2 separate regions of the Zea mays genome follow, and region 2 is linked to region 1. The links are chromatin contacts, called in public Hi-C maps. All regions are on one chromosome and are shown on one strand. The core of a region is the stretch at or near the end of the contact, and the rest is flanking DNA. Distances in the headings are between cores, read along the strand shown. Region 1 has its middle 11 kb from the start of LOC103643023. Region 2 holds the start of LOC541705 (pyruvate dehydrogenase 2).

Region 1 (3,739 bases), core at 974-3,473:
ATGGGAGTTCAAACCCCTATGCTCCTGTTCATTTCAGAAAACTACGAAAATATGGCTTCTTTGTAGCATTGATTGAAATGGTCTAAGTGTTTCTGCAGAATAAACATATACTCATGTGTATATTTGAATATTCAGGAGCCATACGTTTGGAACATACAGGATCATTTCATTAATAATATAAAAGTGTTCCTTTTCATTGTGAAAGACTAACATATTCCATGCATTACAACAATTAATATCTGTACTCTGAAACAAATCTTGCACTTGAGCTGAATATGACACTTGCATTACAATCCTATGACAAGTACTACCGGTCTGCGATGAATATATGATCCTAGAACACGAGCACTAGGTCCATCTACTCTGGAAAGATCTTGACTCACAGTAACAATCCTCTATGAGTAGTAGCAGTATTCGTTTTTGTTTCCAGCTTGTCTGCTTCTTTTGCTTCTGCTTCCCCGTGGCCGGCCCTCGCAAACGATCAATCGGTCACTTAATTTGGGCCCCCCCTTCCTCTCCAGACCCCACCTCCAGCAGCCGTGCTGTACGCCAGTATAAAACTCCGCTGTTGCAGAGGCTCGAAAGGGAGAATAATGATCCCACGCTCAACGGTAGGCTCAACCAGAGTGACACCAAAGAATTGCAGAGCTTCTACCAGCTCTACTACAAGAAGTACATTCAGGCGCTTCAAAAAGTTGCTGGTAAAGCCGACAGGTCTGCCTCTTCCTCCTTTATTCTATTGCTATATGATTCACCTATTAGGCGTTCCATATATATATATATATATATATATATATATATATATATATATATATATATATATATATATATATATATATATATATAAATAACCATAAAATCATTACTGAACCAATTGATCAATGCATCCCCAGGGTTCGGCTCACCAAAGCCTATCAAACTGCCGCCGTGCTCTTTGAGGTCCTCAACAAAGCCATCAGTGTCTCCTGGAATATCAAAGCCGACCAACAAGCATCGCTACCACCTTTCTTGCTGGAGTACCAATTTTTCTCAAGATTGACTACATTTGTAGAAAATGTTTGCGAGACTTAAAAATCAATATATACTATTCCTAAAGACAAAATCAAATACTTTATATGGACTTGTTCAGGACAGCTGAAATGAGTAGATATGTTAGGAACTGATCAGTGATAACTGCTGACAAGGGAGACCATAAAAGTTCTTTATAAGCCTAATGGAGCCTATGCATTATATGCTAGCATCTTTCTAGAAATGAGTAATGCAACTTAGCAGTTCCAACTCCAAATACCAGCATTTAACCCAATAATAGAGTCAATCTAGGTGTGTGTTTAACTGCCAGGAACTAGCAAAACTTTAAACTGATGACACACCACAGCCACAGGTTCGAATGTTGGATGATTGATTAAACACATATACAAACCATAAGCGATGTGCACTGTCACACATTAGCATTTATCGAAAAACTACCCTGCAAAAAAAATAAGTATTTGTTCAAAACAGAACACGACTTGGGAGATCTCACCACTGCCAAAGCCACCTCCCTGGGAGTGGGAGGCACTTCCAAAACCACCACCAGATGAAGCTGCACCAGGCAAAACCACCACTTTTGGAAGCAAGAGCAGCAAAACCTCCACCAGTAGCAGCGGCGGCAAAACCAACACCTGCAGAAGCAGTTGGTGTGGTGCTGAAAAGCCCCCACCTGATACAACACCAGCAAATCCAGCATTACCTGAAGATAAATAAGTAAAGCAACCAGATGTAGGGAAAACGTTTTTTTTATCATCCATTAACGGCTGGACAGACTGAGCGTCTTAACCAATGTGTCGAAGTCTTGTTGGGCTGCTGCATCGTTCATTCACGCCAACACCAGTGGAGTAAGTGAACCTTCATCACAGAATTTTGGTACAATACCATTACACACACACACTCAACGTTGAGCAAATCTGCATATATTTGAGGTGCTCTATGTATACTTTCCCTCGGCAGCTGGACACTGCAAATCTGCAGGTGTGTTCTGTCCCAAGATCTGGAACAGTGGCTGATGAAGCGCGAGTGTTACTGTCTGTCTCAGTTGATTCAAACAACAGCTAGGACCGCTCTGAATTAGAGATTCAGGATGGCAATTCAATGTTTCTCAAACTAGTCCTATTCGGCCCGGCCCGGCCCGGTCGACACGCCGTTTGCATTAGCCTAGTGATGGGCTGTTGGGTTTATTTGCACGTAGGCTGTATTTGCAGCCCGACGATCCTGTCATCCGGTCGTCAACAACACATGATGGCCCATGCTCACTGCCCGTCCGCAGACGAAGACAGGGAGGGTATCAAGTCTTAATAATAGAGCGATATGATTACCACACAGCTAATCATCCTGTTCCTCCCTCTCCGTACTACAACGCACGTACGTGGGCCCGGCATGCGCTGCTAGCTATAGGTCTCATGAGCTTCTATATATATATAGGTAATATTGTAATGTAATCATCGTTGCTAGCTGTACTGGGAAGACGACGAGCTAGACGTCTCACCGGCGCTACCTGTCGGACGCACGAAACCAAACCGCGCATGCATGCATCGCCCAGCACAGCCACTGGAGAGTAATCCGGTCCCCCATAATCTCTACGGGCTCCATAAATAATTTCTCCAGGGGATCTCGTCGTGAAATGAGAATGAATGACCAGCGGAGTGAGAGACAGCACTGACGATGATAATTAGGGATGAAAACAGGACGGATACAGTCGGATACAGGGTCATTCCGTATCCTACCCTAATGTATTTCTCTCGGATACGGGACCGGATACGGGTAGTTAAGATTCGGGACGGATACAGAACGGGATCGGGTAATAATCCGGACGGGTAAGAAACGAATAACAGATACTACTCGGGTAGATACCGGATAATTGTCGGGTAGTTCGCTTCATCCGATGATATTAATTGACCAACCATCCATAAGTTAAGCAATACATAATCATGTATATGATAGATCAGATGTAAGAAAGGAAACCAGTAAAATTGACATCATGCAGTTCAAAGTTGCTTATCATAAGGACATTGTAGAACCAACACCGCAATATTTAAAATTCATAAATATTCTAGTTTTACTAAAAAATTGCAAATAAGTTACAAAAACTAATAAACATTTTTGAAAGGGAAATAGACTTTAAACCTTTTCCTAACTGATTTTGGTGGTTCAAATGCCACACACAAATAATTGGACTAACTAGTTTGCTCTAGAGTATATGTTCTACAGGTGCCAAAGGTTCAACTCAAAACCAATACAAAGATTAAAAAGGGTTCAAGAAGAAAGGAGCAAAGGAAACCGAAGTGCTCCCTGGTCTGGCGCACCGGACTGTCCGGTGCACCACCGGACAGTGTCCGGTGCACCAGGGAAGATCGACTTCAAACTCTTCACCTTCGGGTTTCCCAGGCGCACCTCCGCTATAATTCACCGGACTGTCTGGTGTGCCACCGGGCTGTCCGATGCGCCAGCGGAGCAACGGTCATCTGCGCGCAACGGTCGACTCTGCAAAGCAAACAATGCAAATCAGATGTCAGAGCAGACGGTCAGAGGGGCACCGGACTGTCCGGTGCCACATGAGGATAGAGCCTCCAACGGTCGACCAGCTCCAAGCCCTAATGGGAAGATGACGTGGCAGCTCACCGGACACTGTCCGGTGGCGCACCGGACACTGTCCGGTGGCGCACTGGACTGTCCGGTGCGCCCATCGCCAGCAGCCTTCTTCAAC
Region 2 (3,608 bases), core at 825-3,324, 110 kb before region 1:
ACCAACACCAATGCCAGTGAAGCCCGCCTGAACCAAAACAAAATGATATCAGTAATGAGAATGTGGTCGGGTCAACCTGATAGCTTATGAATGGACAATGGTGATTTGCAGGTTTATAACCTCAGTGATCGGAGTATCGAGAACCCTATCGGGGCCATACTTGTCAAGCAAACCCTTGGATATCTGCAACAATGAAGAGAAGCTTAATACCGGCAACATTTGTATATTACTTTTCAGTTGCCACGGGGAGGGAAAAAATGAAGCATAAATCTTTGGAAATATTACTGACCTTGTATGCACCTTGGTACTCGCCAACCTACCATAGACACAACAATTATTAAACCACAAGAAGCAAAGGGACACAAAAATAAACAAGTGCAGGTAGTGGTACTGGTGGTACCTCTTCTCCCATCAAGAAAACAGAAGGGTCTGCCGACATTTCTTCATCTAATGCGGTATTCAATGCTTCCCGTACAGTTATCTAAATAAGCAAAAGAGTGGCTGTGTAAAACTTCCCGGCAAATGTCAAGGTCATGACATAGTATATCTGAAGAGAACCAAGCCACCTAGAAGAACGAATAGGGGGTGTTTGATTTTAGAAATCAATACATCCAAAGACAAGTCTATTCCTCAAATTTGGTGGGATAACCTTATTTCTCATGTTAGTACTAGCTAGCTAACTATGATGAATGAAGTAGTAATGGATCAACTTATTCCATTCCACAAACCAAACAAAAAAATGTGAAGTGAGAAAATGATGAACTAGCTTATTTCTCAAACCAAACACCCTATAACTGTACCAACTATCCCTGAGATCTCGAGTTATAATCCAGACAATCAGAGATCACACTGGATAAACCACTGAATCACCAAAATCAACTCATTACACTACTGCCAGTTCAGTTATTTCAAAGTTGGTTAACTTTTTTTCAGGTACGAAGCATCCACCACCTGGTACCTGGCATCTAGTCAGCATACACTGTTCGCTCACCCAGCATACACTGTTCACTCCCCCAGCATAGGTAGAGTACGGAGTACCGCACCATACAGTCCCCGTCTAACGTCAGGTGCTCTTCACACACGTAAACAGTATCACCAGTGCACAACCCATAATGTACACAAATGCAGTTTGTTTGCCAACGCAAGCAAATTAATCATCTACTATCAGTCTGATAGACAACTGCCCTACGACCCAACCACTTAGATTCCCCTCACCTACCCGCTTCCCTGTACAGCTACTGCCATCCATCTGTTTCCGATCAAGGTCGACAACGAGCACCGGTCACCATCAACCAGTATCCACCACCATTTAAATCTATCTCAGAAAAGGAAAGAAAAAAAGGTTTCGAAAATCTAGTCGCGAGGAGAGAATTTCGCAGTCGCAGGAAAAGTAAAGCATCTAACAGCACAATCGGCGAGGCGCGACACGGGTCGCAGCGAAGAGCCAATCTACCGGAGCGCTGGCAAACGTATTGGCGGCGGCGGGAAAGGCCGGGAGCCGGCAACGAAACGGTCCCCGTATTCGGCGACACGGCACACGCGACGCGACGCGACGCGCGGAAGTCGCGAGGAGAGAGTAGCGCTCACCTCCTTGGCCGCGGCGGAGTAGGTCCTGGCGGGAGCGGCGGCGGGGCGGAGGGCCTGCGCCAGCTGGGCGAGCACCTGCGGGGAGAGAAACGGGTCACGGTGAGAGCGAAGCGAGGGCGGGGAGCCCGGTGGCGGGAGAGCACTGACGCATCCGGATCCGAGCCGCCTCCGCGCGACGCCCAGCATCTCCGACGCGATCGGCTGGGGGTTGGAGGTTGGTTGGCGACGGGGAGGAGGGAGGGGAGGCCTGGGACTGTGAGATGAATGAGGGGAAATTATAATATGATGATAGGCGTTGCTCGATTTGGCTTAGCGTGGTGTGTATCTGTGATGTGTCTGGGAGCCCCCGATCGCCAGACGGGATCGAGGGGGATGCGGCGGCGGCGGCGGCGGGGTAGGTGGGTCGTGTGGGAGTCGCTCTCGGCGACTTGGGTTGCTCTTCTGGAGGCGAGCGGCCGTCTCTGCCGGGAGCCGGGAATGGTTAGGCCCTGTTCGGTTAGCAGTGGATTGAGGGGGATTAGTGTCTATATAAATTTAGGTCTTGTTCGTTTACGTCGGATAACAACCTGAATCGTTCTAGCTAATCAAAGTTTATATAAATTAGAAAAGCAATCCGGTTAGGATCCGTTCCGACCCATCAATCCGGTACAAACGAACAAGGTCTTAAACCCCTTCAAACCGAACAAGTTTATGGGGGTTGGGCACGCACGGGAGCCGGGAGCCAGGATGCGCACGCAGCTGGTCGGTCTGGCCTGATGAACTACCGGTTGAAAAAAAAACGTAAACAAAATTTAGAAATGGGGAAAATATGAATTCTCTCTCTCTTTTTTTCTAAACTACCTACGCAGGAATATAAAGTGTGTGGCGGGACGAATACATTCATACTTATTTTTTACAAAAAATGTAGTAATCGTCAATACGAGACAGAAAACCTAGTTGCAGGTTGCCGTCATCCTTTATTTTGGCTCATTGGCTGAGATGACATGACGTCTCCTGGCCCTGGTGCACAAATCGGAGGGACAGGAACGTCGATGGGGACCGGGCATCTGGCCAGCGCCGCGGCCGAAGGCCACCAGCCAAGCCAGCTGCCCCCCGTCCGTTGGGGGCGTGCAGGGGCCGCCGGAGCGACGGAGCGTTGGCGTGCGCGCGTCCATCCTTCACCGTTCGGACTGCGACGTCGGCGAACCGTTCGGCACCTGGCGGCGCTTTGCATTGCTGCTCGGTAGACTGTTCTACAGCCGCTGCCGCGGGCTGTTTCTCACGAAACACTGTTACTAACTTACTGTATGTCTTATCTGCACCAGCTGCGGTCAGCGAATATTGGGACCAGATAGGTTTCAACTTTCAGAGGTGTATTTGCTTGGTTTACAGCAGAAGCAGTGGCCGTGTATTTGCTTGAGAGACGTCAAGAGCAGAAGAGCTGAATATTGGAGCGCAGCGGCGGAGCCAGACCGATTGTTCTATTCATCCAATCAAATGGATGCACACTATTTTTTACTAGTAATTGGCTTTTCGACAAAGTTGGTGTCGAAAATGTCTCTCAAAGGAATACTTTTGACATTCAAAAAATTGTGTACGTACTTTCTAACTATAATCCAAAAATGGCAGAAAACCAGGTTTGAAAACTATCTTTATAAAATTTAGAGAATTCTAAAACAGTCGTTGGGCACAACTATATCTCAGAAAGCTCAATCCAAATTCACGTATCCTTCTATTTCTTTCTCTTCCATTTTTTTGCCCAGTCCTCTTTTTTTTTCGGACCAAAAATTGACGAAGCCCACCAACCTCCTCGCTCGGCCTTTTAAGCCCACGTAGACCAGCCCACTTGCGCCTCCTTTCCTCTCCCTCTTACAGCCAGCCGGTGCAAGGCCTCTTAGGGTAAAGCCCGGGCACGAGCCCAGATTAACTGGCCTTCGGGTCCGGCACTGTTGGACTTGGAGCGGACCTTCTTTTATCGCGTCCACGCCCGTAGAAGTAGGCCTCCAGTTATTTTTTTTTTAGAAAATTCGGTTCCCAGAAAA

The links. A called contact is a pair of places that touch in the nucleus more often than the background predicts.
Region 2: a Hi-C map of leaf shows a contact between it and region 1, with 8 times the contacts expected there. The contact joins the promoter of LOC541705 here to the enhancer-like site in region 1. A contact is called at or near these places in 6 of 25 Hi-C or Micro-C datasets (bundle sheath, ear, leaf and 1 more).

Annotation. Positions count from the first base shown.
Region 1 is chr1:199,619,560-199,623,298 of Zm-B73-REFERENCE-NAM-5.0, reverse strand. No RefSeq gene overlaps it. Among protein-coding and RNA genes, the nearest start is that of LOC103643023, 11 kb to the right of the region's middle. Within about 2 kb of position 2,223, at least 15 of the 20 cell types and tissues checked have an H3K27ac peak or open chromatin away from gene starts, as enhancers often do. A contact at or near this core is called in bundle sheath, ear, leaf and 1 more, where this site is marked.
Region 2 is chr1:199,725,318-199,728,925 of Zm-B73-REFERENCE-NAM-5.0, reverse strand. LOC541705 (pyruvate dehydrogenase 2) reads right to left here and starts at 2,074. Exons shown (of 14, transcript NM_001111444.2): 1 at 1,735-2,074; 2 at 1,588-1,662; 3 at 401-481; 4 at 290-316; 5 at 121-183; 6 at 1-27. The coding sequence starts at 1,773.